Regions from separate parts of the Siniperca chuatsi genome. Here region 1 is linked to region 2. A link is a contact called in public Hi-C data. All regions are on one chromosome and are shown on one strand. The core of a region is the stretch at or near the end of the contact, and the rest is flanking DNA. Distances in the headings are between cores, read along the strand shown.

The links. Hi-C and Micro-C count contacts between places; a contact is called where the count stands out from the background.
Region 1: a contact with region 2 is called in a Hi-C map of liver, with 4 times the contacts expected there. The contact joins the enhancer-like site here to the promoter of hic1 in region 2. A contact is called at or near these places in 3 of 3 Hi-C or Micro-C datasets (liver, skeletal muscle and an unstated tissue).

The regions. Positions count from the first base shown.
Region 1 is chrLG7:21,855,421-21,861,342 of ASM2008510v1, reverse strand. No RefSeq gene overlaps it. Among protein-coding and RNA genes, the nearest start is that of hic1, 78 kb to the right of the region's middle. Within about 2 kb of position 1,497, the one cell type or tissue checked has an H3K27ac peak away from gene starts, as active enhancers do. A contact at or near this core is called in liver, where this site is marked.
Region 2 is chrLG7:21,776,452-21,782,529 of ASM2008510v1, reverse strand. hic1 (hypermethylated in cancer 1 protein) reads right to left here and starts at 2,552. Exons shown (of 2, transcript XM_044201829.1): 1 at 2,370-2,552. The coding sequence starts at 2,421. LOC122878690 (a long non-coding RNA gene) reads left to right here and starts at 4,070. Exons shown (of 3, transcript XR_006378522.1): 1 at 4,070-4,584.

The sequences.
Region 1 (5,922 bases), core at 248-2,747, 80 kb before region 2:
GTGTGTATAATCTATAGAAACACTCTTATGGTGTGTTGATACTGAAGGTGATTTATGGGCGGCTCAACAAAGACTACTGTATAAACTATTGTTTTAATCCTGCCTGCTCTGGGTCAGTGCTTTATTAATGTCTGTCTATATGACTCTGCATATTAAAGGCAGCCATTAGCTTTTGATTAATGGCCGTTTCTCTGTGCCCGAGGCTACCTTTGAACAGACTCCTGTCTCTTCATGCAGCTTTGGCTCAGCGGTGTCTGACACAAAAAGGTGCAGTATTACCACTGAGGGCTGCCCTGCTTGTTGTAGAGTGACTAGCCTAACTTTAGACAGGATTATATCCCCACACACACAGCTAACAACACTAAATCAACAAGAAGAAAAATGCTTCTAAGTGGCAATTGTCAAGCTGTTGTCTTACCAAATTGGGTCTTTCAACTAAATGTTTGTCTCTTTGTGCTTCTGTGGCAATAAAAGGTGCAAAACCTCACTTCTAAATTACTTTCATGATCAGCTTAGCAAATATTGACTTACCACACAGGTCACTTATGTTGTTACATTTCTTAGATACCTGAAGTGACTTAGTTATAAATGTATGATGTGTTTTCTTCCCACAGCAGCTAAAAAAAGAAACATCACAGTTTTACACTACACATTTACATGTATTTGACTGTGTGTTAAAAATGACTACATTCACATTGTTAACTGTTAGTTTGTCATGATTACAGATCCACTTGATCTTAAAAATAGTGTGGGCCAGCTTTCTTGTCAAGTGAGCGGTTGTCTAAGAGTTTCATATCAGAGATACAAAGTCCTTCCTGTGTTTGCTACTTCTGCTTACAGCTACTTCAATAATGAGGACAGGCCCTCTTGTCTCACGTTCAACAACAGGCTGCATAAAAGAGTTGAAGTGTTATACATGCAGTTAAAAAATGCTGTCAGCAGAGGGCAGACTCTTCCTTTGACAGAGAGAAAAACTGTCACTGGTGATGTTTGCAGTCCTGGCTGCCTTGCTGCATTAACCACGACACTGATTGACACATTGACTCTTTGACATTCAGTGTCACGTTCAGTTAAACCCACTTTGTTTTTTACGACTCACTTTCTCTCTTTCTGTCTTCTTGCATTTGTGTCATCCAGTCTAGCAGCCTAACTGTCTATTTTTATCTCTTCTCTATCTCTCTTCCTTTCTTCTTCTTCTTCTTCTTCTTCTTCTTCTTCTTCTTCTTCTTCTTCTTCTTCTGTGTGTGTGTGTGTGTATGCTTTGTCTGGTCTCAGTGACAGTGTCTGGGAGTTAACCAATCACTAGGCAAGAACAGAGTCCAGAGAGGGCTCAGAGGCCATGAGAAAGACTCGCCCACCCCTCCAACACCCGCAACCTCTCCCCCCAACCAGCGCTGCTCTCACCCCTGCCGACGCTCTGACACACACACGTAGTCTGTCACATGTGCTGAACACAAACAGAAACACACACACACACACAGAGAGACACTTAAATGCATCAGACTGGTGTAAAATCCTCTAATCTACCGCAAAAGGCAGGTACTTTACCATAACCAAAGGTCACAAGGTTAGAGATAAGCACCATGGGTTGATTAAGAAATAGTCTGATATTGTGACCATGCAAATGAGCCGCAACACAGCTCCTGCTCATTTCCCAGGGTCAAGTTCCCCATCTCAGTATAACTCTGTATCGTCACCACAAACTTCTCATGTGCTTATTTCCCCTGTAGCAGTGTGGGCAAGTCTTAGCACTCTCACCAGCTTCCCAAACTCTGATTCTGACAGATTTTCTCTCTCCTGCTGAATAATGAGCGCCATGCACACAGTGGCACCGTAACACACTCCTCTGTTGGTCTTTTCATGTGTGTGTGGCTGTTTTGTTTCTTTGCGTGTAGCTCCCTTGGTGCTCTGCAGGCCGTCTCACCCTCTTCTATTGGCATTAACTATATTTTACATATATGTTTTTTTTTTGTCATATTTTACAGACACTTTAGGTTCATACCTGTAATAATAAATGTAGAATAGCAGGTACAGTATTTGTGCCCTTCATGTGTCTATTGTAATGTTATTTTGCTACCTGGTATAACCTCATACTCTATAATTGTTATATAAAGTTTTTGTACTCGTGTGTATGCCCTGACCTGTACATGAACCTTAACCTCGGTACACTGGTGTTTCAAGAGTGCTGCCACACCAGGCAGAAGTGAAACCTGTGGGTGTGTGGCTTTGTGTCAGCCTGCTGTGTGTGTATTTCTAAACATGTGCCTATATGTGTGTGTCTTTTCATACCCACATTTGTACAGACAGCACACTGCTGCACCTCTGACGCCTGCCTCTCTTTTTGTTCTCTAATTCTTCATTTTCCCCCATTTGTGGCAGGCATGTTCACTTCAGTGTGGTTACACATTTGCACACTTTTGCAGTCACACTGGCGCTAAAAGTCATATGCACACACTTTCATATACACACAGGGGCAGGTCGGCACGTAGACAACCTGACTTGCACACGTACTGTCCTTTGCCCCTTTGTCATAGCAGTCACCTTTGCATGGGAAGGCACATGTGTCCAATTTCACATGCTCACAGACATATTTACCGTCAGTAGATGTAATTACGAAAGCAAGTTCACTATTATGCCAAACATGCAGAATGATTTTGTCTTTTTTGTCCACAGAAAGATAACAGTTGTCATGTGTCTTTGTGGTTTGCAGGAAAAAACATGAGCTGTCCATTGGCCTGTATCAGTGTGAGAGCAAAGACAGTGCAAAGAGAATCTTGAGTGCATCTGTTTGGCAGTTTTTTCACACAACTTGTAGATCGAAAGAGAAAATATCCTCATTACGAAACTGTAATACCAAGGTAACCCACAATACAATATGACAGTTGATTGAAAACCTTTGCATGAATGTTTGTTGCCAATGTCTCCTGGAAACCAGTCAACATGCGAAATGATTATGGGTTTTGATAGTCATTTGTCAAGTGTCAACCAAAGTTCAGTTGATCTAATAATACATACATATTCTGTAGGGCAACGTGTGCAGACATATTTTGCCCAAAGGTTATATTCACCTTAAAATAATAGCAAACTACATTTAGGGGCCTTTCTTCCTTTGATGGCATGCTTTTCTTTTTGCAGCTAATTGGTAAAATGTAGATGATATGACATCAAAAAATATTTCCAACACTTGTTGAGAAAGTGAAGTGTTCTTTTATCCCAGTGTTTTATCATTTTCAATTTTTTAAAATAAATTCATGTTGTTTTTATCTATGGTTTTATATGGGGTATTTATTTGTTATGTTCTGTAATCAGTGTTGGCTGATTAGAATAGGAGAACTGTAATTTCCAATGCATTTATGAATGAATAAATTGAACCTTGAACCATAAGTGTGTCAAAAGAAACAAAAACATCATACCTACTTAAATTTCAAGCCATAATTGACGTTATATATCAGGCTTCAGAGTCAAACTCCATAATGCAATATTGTTACAAGATGTATTCGGTAGACCTGCCTTTGTCATTTTTAAAAAGATTAAAAACAACAAGTTTGATGTCCCATTTGGGGGGATTATTTGAATTCATTATGATTCATTCATTATGATGTGCACTCTCTAGAGATGGACAATGCACTTTACCACAAAACACTATAATGTGTTACATGTAATAGTCTTTTTATAATTAACAGTGTGAGAGCATCCCAAATGTTTTCACGCTTGGATCAACAATACAATCCAAAGCAGCAGTGAACTGAATACATTATTTACCACTATACCATATTTGGTCACTGGGATGAAGCTATAAAGACATCAAAATTGGACAGAAGACAAACACTCAGGGGCTGGAATTGCATGGCCAGCTTTTTACTTCTCTGTAAAGCACAGCTGAGAGTGATTCAGCCACTGATGGAGTTTCCAGTGAAGGTCCTCTCAGTTTTCTGCTGCCCTGCCAACAACCACCAACCCCTCTCTCTTTCCTGGCTTGAGCCCCTACCCGGGGGCAACCATAATTAGGCCCAAGGGTCGACAAGGGGGTCAGAGGGATCAACAGGAACTGTTGTGTGGGTGGCAGTGCCAAGGGATTGTCGAAGGAAGGGAGAGGAAGAAGAGGAAGGTGGGAGAGCACTCCGGAGGCCTAGGGAGAGGGAGGATTTACCAGCAAATCGAGTGAAACATTGTGTGATTCAGGCCCCAGTCAGGGATGGTGGGCAAGAGGGCAAAGGGATGGAGAGGGGGAGGGAGGGAGTGCTTATGGACTGTAAAGAGAGAGTAGGGGAGAGGTGGAGGGAGTGACAGAGCAGGGAGGGGTAGTGGGCTGACAGATGCCACAGTCCAGGCCCACAGCACAGGAAGTCATTCATATTGGGACGTGCTTGTTGCCAGCTCCCACTGTCCACTCTAGAGAGGAGTCAGAGCTCACAGTTACCCAACTTTGTAAGATCATGTGACAAAACAGCTCCCACTCAGTGCATCGCATTAGTAAAAGACATCTGAATATGACAAACTATGACATACGTAATATATAAACTGCATTTCTGATTAGGTCATGTTGTAATTTCTCTTTACAGCATCATTTGCAGGCTGTAGTGCCTCTCTACACTTTATAAAACTCATCCTACAGTCCATGCAATGGATTTGGGGTAGAGCTCAACCAGAACTAGATTTTGAGGCCAATACCAATATCATCAGGCACTATTGATTTTTCAACTTAAACAAAGACATTTTTGATATAAGACATTTTACAGTTGGAAAAATAAACTAGACAATTCTCTCTGGTGGTCTTTTGCTAAACTAAAATGGAAGGACTCTCTGTCTGTATGTATGCATGCATGTTTGTCCTTCGATTTTCTCGACAACAGCTCATCTGATCGACTTCACTTCTAATGAAGTGCAGTGTCGACTGTGAAGTCATTTGGATGAGCGGTTCTTGAGAAAGCTGTAAGCAGCAATATCAGAGGCCAAGCAATCAGCCCGTTCCGAAAAGGCACGTTTTGAATGGGCACTGTACTAGTTATCTCAAACATACAGTTTCTTTGGCATTTGTATAGTGTAATTGTATCAATATTTATCTGCAAACATATACATTGACATGCAAAAGGGTTCATTTAGACAACAATTGCATGAAAGGAATTACCTGAGTTAGATTTGAAATAGTTTTCTGACACACTATAAGAATAGAACTTCACATGTATAAGTGAACATTAAACAAACTCCATACCTGCACATGGATGAGAGAGCTGTTGCTGCTGTTAGAGGTGCAACATCAGGTTTAATGAGCTAAACGTAAAAGCCATGTGGGTCATCACTTCACCAGTAGTTATTAAGGTGTGTGTGTGTGTGTGTGTGTGTGTGTGTGTGTGTGTGTGTGTGTGTCAAAGAGTGATGAGGATGGATGGGGATGAACAGGGATTTTGGGGGAGCAGATTGCACTTTGGCAAGGAAACACTGTTCTGTGCCAGAGAGGGGTCTGCTCATCTCATTGCCCGCTCGCACACAAATACACACATACAGTACACACACATGCTAACCCCCTCTCTTAAGCCCATTTCCTTTGCACAGGGCATGGGAACTCCCCTGATCTCTCTCCTCCCACTCTCCTCTCCTCCTCCACATCATCCCTGTCCTCTTGCTCACCCTCTCTCTTCTTGTCCTCTCTCCATCCCTTTCTCTTCCCTCTATTTTACCTCTCTCCATCACATCCTCACCCTGGCCTGCCCTCGCTCTGTCACTCTCTCTGGTAGCCCCTTCTTCCCTCATGGTCCTCCTGTCCTCCTCTTGCGCTCTTTTCTCCTAGTGTCTTCTCCTTGCTCGTTTTTATTTCCTGCCTCCATCTGTGCCCAATTTATCCTGAGCACGGTCTGTGTTTTTTCCTGATAATTTGTTTTTGATTCCCCAGAATTAGAAAAGTATTGTGTGCACTCTCACTAA
Region 2 (6,078 bases), core at 1,303-3,802:
TTTCCTCTTAAAATATCTGAGCTCGCTGTTTGATGTAACCTACTGACAAAAAGAGAAAGACTACAGTAAAACATTTTCACTGTTTTATGAAACGCTTGATCTGGAGGGCATGTGTAAGCTCACTGCATCCTGTTAGGTAGCCATCTATGATTGCAAAGATATTTTAGTCAGATAATTCATCTTAAAGCAAGCCTGCTACATATAATGTTCTTGTAAACACATTCAAAGCCTGCACTACAGTTTGTTTTGTTGGTTTGTTATGTTAAAGAGATTCAATTAAATCATTTTACAGTACAGTCGCCTGAGAGAAGGTTACACAAGTCCCTCTGGGATGCATGGCTGTTTTCATCTGATAGTCTTCTTTTTAACTACCCGTCAACATGCTGAGGAAGCTTAGATGATGTTGATGTAGTTAATGGTGATGGCATTCAGTTTACTTGCATTAGATTAATATTCATTGCCCCTGTGTTTTGTCTGTTTTGTCACTTTTGTGGTTTGGGGTGAAGCAGGAGACTAAACACAGCAGACATCTGCTTAAAACTACATGTTGACATTTTATTTTCTTTCATTTCAATTTGCTGCCCATGCTCATGTCTCCTTGTTTATTTTAGAACCCATTTGACCACTTCATATTTAGTCCATGTTCAATTTATGAGGCAACACTGCAGTACAAGGTGAGTGTAAACTTGCAAGAAGATATTTTACTGTAGTTTCATATTACTTTAATCCAAATAATGATATTTTGTTGTCCTTTTTGTGACTCACAAGAGGCATATACAGGCTGGCGAAGCTTAACATGCATTAAATGAGTTTTACATTAAAGACAGAACAACTGCATCCTGAAGCGCAGATCGAGTAGTAGCACTCATGATAGGTGAATACGTTCAGTTTCAGTCAGGTCAGCAAACATCATGGAGTGTCAGTTTCCTGTTTGATTGCTGTAATCGCGAATCTAAAAATCAGCCCACACGTATCAAATACTCACGGGAGTATGAGATTAACACGGTTTCTTCATCTTGATAGGAACCTAATTAACAGAGTTGATTTAAACAGGAGACCAAGTATAAGCATATTAATATGATATTGTAATAATTAACACTTATATTTAAGAATTAACAGGGTATGTTGTCACTGTATGGATTATAATCATTTAATATCGTACAGGTTTTACAGCAGAATATTCCATTTTATTTGAATCATGTATTTCTAATTTCTTCTCCTAAACTCTGATGATCGTTAGACGATACATTTATTTGAAAATTAAATAAAATTTACTGTATGTAAGTTTTATTTGCCTGTGTCACGGTTTATCAAAGAGCAAGATTTGAAGTATCTGAGTATCTTCACGTCGCGTTTTGCAAGCAAAGCATCAAGTTGTCTGCTGACTCCGAGAGGACCTGTCCTCGCTGCGTCTCTAATCTGTTTTACTCCGCTCTTCACATATTGTCCAGTAAACCGAATCACGAGTGAATCCATCTCTCTGAGCTGCAGCCTTTAAACCTTCACCTTATCTCCGCCAAAGAAGCCCTAAATCACCTCCAGAAACAGACTGTTTTCAGCTCATTGTACTTTAAGGTGTATCAGACAGCTGTTTCTTCTTCAGAGCTGTCAACAGCACTGAGAAGCATCTCTTTCATACATGTGTATAAAATCTCGGCTTTTATAAAATGAACCAGAAATCCATGCACTAAAAATCCTCCCCCCAATATATTCCTATAAAATTCTTTAGTGTTTCTGAGTTCGCCTGAGCTCAGTTCTGGCATTATTACACACAGTGACAGGCCTATTTTATAATGTCCAATAGGAGCATTATGATTTTGCTGCAGCGTCCTTCTTAATTTTATTACAAGATTACTGAAGAAGCTGGAGTTCCCTTTTAACAGAGGTCGATGTTCCTTTTAACTTTTACATTACATCTGAGTTCAAAAAACTTTTTTTTTAAATAATTAAACTCGAAGAAAAGATCATTTTGGAGAGTGCAACAGACTTGTCTTGTTTTGTACTCGGAACTTTTTAGATCAAATTCTCCATTAGGACTACATCAGACTGACCCTGAATAATTTTACAAATAAACTGATTGGTCTATATACAATTAATTAGCTGGGGGGAAAAGATGTTTTCAACCGACTCGTTTTAAGTGCGGAATAAAAGAAGAAGCGGATACTTTCTTTTCGATATCAAAATAGGATTAATACTGGAATAAAAACGATGTCCTATATAAAATACGTTCTGCTAATATTTCAAAGACTGAATAAAAAACACATTTCCTTTCTGACAGTATATACTGTACAGTTTAATAAATAAAAACCTAAATGTCACCCTTCCCCAGTTCTTGTTTGGATGCCTGTGTGCAGCATGTCAGCTCTTACCTGCATGCCCGATGTCTTCTGCCATCCGATCTAAGTCTCCTTTAATGATCATCTCAGCAGTCTCTAGGAGTCATATCTGACGTTTCAGCTTTGAACTGCCAGCCTCCAAAAAACCATGCCAGTTTTCCGAGCGTGTCTGCCAGCTCTTTTTTTATGATTATTAATTGATATGAATTTCTTGTCGCTCCTTAGGTCCGTCCTCCCACCCACTTTCCTCCCTCTCCCTCGTTTCTCTGTGTCTCTCTGCCCCTCCTCTACCCTCCTTCTCACCCCCTCCTATAAAAAAAATACGTGCTTAGACCAGCATCAGTTTCCTCCTATTTTTTTTTCTAGTAATTTCCTTAGCTATTTTTGAGTTGGAGCAATAACGCGCACCGGGATGATAATGGAGCCTCTATGCGCCTTAAGTGTTTTAGCGCCCCGTGTGATGTCAGTCTATAATAAAAATAAAAGGTAAAATCGAGGGCAGGAACTTCAGTTGACCCCGACTTGAACTTCTCAACACATCGTCTTAAAGAGACAAGCAGCTATTGTATACAGACGTAGCCTATATAGCCCACTCGATGTTGCATAGGGCCTATTTGTGATCAGGCACTTAAACTTTGGAGAGGAGTTTAATGATGGAAATAACTGATTACATCAATCGTTGCTAAAGATTTTCACGTCAAGGACCTTCAAGAAATTAGACCCCCCACCCCCTCAAACACCACCATCTTCCTTTTATTTTGTCCCTGAGGCCAAAATTAAATCTAATTCACTCACAAGTCGTGTTTGCTTCTTGTGCAAGTTAGTAAATAAATGTACAACTGTAGGTATTCTGTAATTGCAAACTTTTTAATTAAGCAAAATCAATAAAACTGTTAAATTAGATTGTCTTTTACCTTCCCTGCATACCTCAAATTTGGAGCCTTAATGGGCCCCCTGGCGTCACTTAAAGAGCACAATTAGCTAAGTGGAAATTAAAAAGAACCACTTTAACACTTTAAAGCACATCTCTCTCTCTGTCTCTCAGGTAAAACACCTGCTGTGGACATGGACACTGAAGTGGACAGCATTGTAAATGGGCAGATAAATGTCCCCTGAAAACTGGCATCATAAGGACATTAGGACCTATTTTTATCAGTGCAGATGTTTAAATAACGTGCCTACCTACTTAAAACCTTGTCAATTTTGGCCCCACAATGGATTGATGTCAAAATATTCTTATAGGCATTAATGTATGTATATAACATAGAGCCCGCAATGGACACCTTTTCCCTTCAGTAGATGTATGCAGTCATCCCATTCAATACCAAAATGAATTATTAAAAAAATATATTTTATGTGGCTTTTATAAATTGCAAGTTTATTTCTTGGCCTACTTTACGCCAACAGCGTATGCTGAAAATCCTCTCAAGAAGACCTCCAGTGTCTTGGATGATTTAATTATGCGTATATCAACATTAAAAATGGAAACATAAAAATTACAGCCGAAGTTACTGTATATCAGATATGATTTAGGCCGGACATGTCCATGTGATCCAGATGCTCAGGCTTTGTACTGAACGTTAGGATCATCGGTGTAAAACGAAAAGACACATTAAAACCTGGATAAACTAATGCTGTAGTCCACTAAAAGCTGCTCATTATGACACAGTGTGTGATCACACGTCTGCAAGGATGCCATCCGTGCCTCACTGCCGTATCACAATCTTACCTCGGACTCATGTCTGGTGCTCTGGCCGTATGTCTGCTCTCCTTTTCGGCATTCCCTCATTAGGAGCTCCGTAGTTTCCTCCAAGTCCAGCTCTCTCTCTCAAAAACGTCTCTTCCGCGTATTTTTACAGCCCCCTCTCTCCCGAGTTTCCCCTTCTTTCACCCTCTTCCATACACTGAAATTCTCACGTGTTAACAAGACTATCTGACACTTCAGACTGTGTTGGGGTCCGGTCGGACCAAACCTGCCGGCGAAGACTTTACGCGCACAGCGACACCCAATGGTGCACTCCGCGACCGCGAGTCCCATTGGCCTTATCAAGGAGGGCATGCTGTGCAGTGATTTGGGGGGAAATGAAAAGGTTGGAAAGCTATGACCAATAATTCGTGAGCACCATATAAAAAAAACACACAGTAGCCTATAGGTCATACTGATTAGCTGTTTATGCTGGAATTCGGGCTCACGACGACCACTGTCAGAATAAAAAGGTTGGTCAACTTTTTGAAAAACTGATTTCAGGTGAGTTAACCTTCAGTGGTGAATATGCTTTACATTCACAATATAATTGCCAGTGTGGGAAGAAGTATTCAGATATTTTACTTAAGAAAAAGTAGCAGATCACTACAAAAAAATGCAATGTTAAGTAAAATGCCTGCATTTAAAAAGTACAAAAGTAATAAATTGTACTTTTAAGTATTAAAAGTACTTTTACTTTTGTAAAACACGTAAGCTGTATTTTGATGTTGTAGTTATGTGGGTTATTTTTAACTATATACTGCATGATAGTTTACCCTATAACAATTTTATAGGCTGATTATATGTTTTGTGCGTAAAATTGTAATTTGAAAGTAACTACAGCCGTCAGATACAATGTACAATATTTTCCTCAGAAATGTAGTGGAGTAGAAGTATAAAATAGCATAAAATGTTCAGGTAAATCACAAGTAGGCCTACCTCAAATATTTTGCTAAAGTAAAGTACTTGAGTAAATGTACTTAAAGTACTTTCAACCACTGAAAAAGTCTAATAATGTTGTAGCCTGATAAATAGGACTACCTAAATCAATTGCACTCCAACCTGTCATGTTTTATGGGTTATTTTTGGTTATAACCATCACTTAAGGCTGGATTATTTCAATGTATATGATAAAAGTAACTGAGAAAACATCTCCAGAAAAATGCTTCAGTGTCTCTAAAAAAGTACATTTTGATTCTTTTTGTACACTGTAGTTAGCCCGAGTCAATAGCTTTCTATAAACATTAATACTAACACATATTTAATCCACTGGATTTGGATGGATTATGTCCGACAGGCCTGTCTGTTATTATTCCTTCAAATCTTTCCATAGCCATCCTGAGGTGTTTGAAAGACTTGCAGATTGAAATTGATGAATGTAATTATTTTATCATCACTGAGGCCGTTAACAGACAGCTGATGTGATCCAGAGAAACACTTACCAGGCTGAGGCCTATTTATGTTTGTTTTGATCACAATAGCAGCTGACAATCTCATAAAGCATGCAGGGTCTCTTCCTCTTTAAATGATCTGAGCCCAAGGTGCTGGTGTTTCATTGAAGTGATCCGAGTCACCTCAGGAGCCTGGTGGAGTGGAGGAAGGTATTGTCTCTCACTTCCATGTTCCCTTGATGAACTGTCGATAACCTCACAGACAGAGGTAGGCAGACCTGTGCAGGAGAATGGACATGTTGTATCAAGGATGTGACAACGTGTTTCGATTCACGGTCCAAAATAGTTTTTTCCACCTAGGGAAACACATAGTGATATCATATGCTGCTTATCAGGTAGGTTGTGTCTTTTACGTAGCTTGATTTCTTTCCGTTTTAATTTACACATCTTACATAACAGTGTAATTATGTCTGGCAGTTATTTAACCCCTACAGTCCCAGGCCTAAAACTGCATTTTGCTGCTACTTGTATTCATCTGATTATTAGCTTTACCTTTCTATCTATCTTTATCTTATTGGCTTCAAATATTGATGTACTGAACATTTTC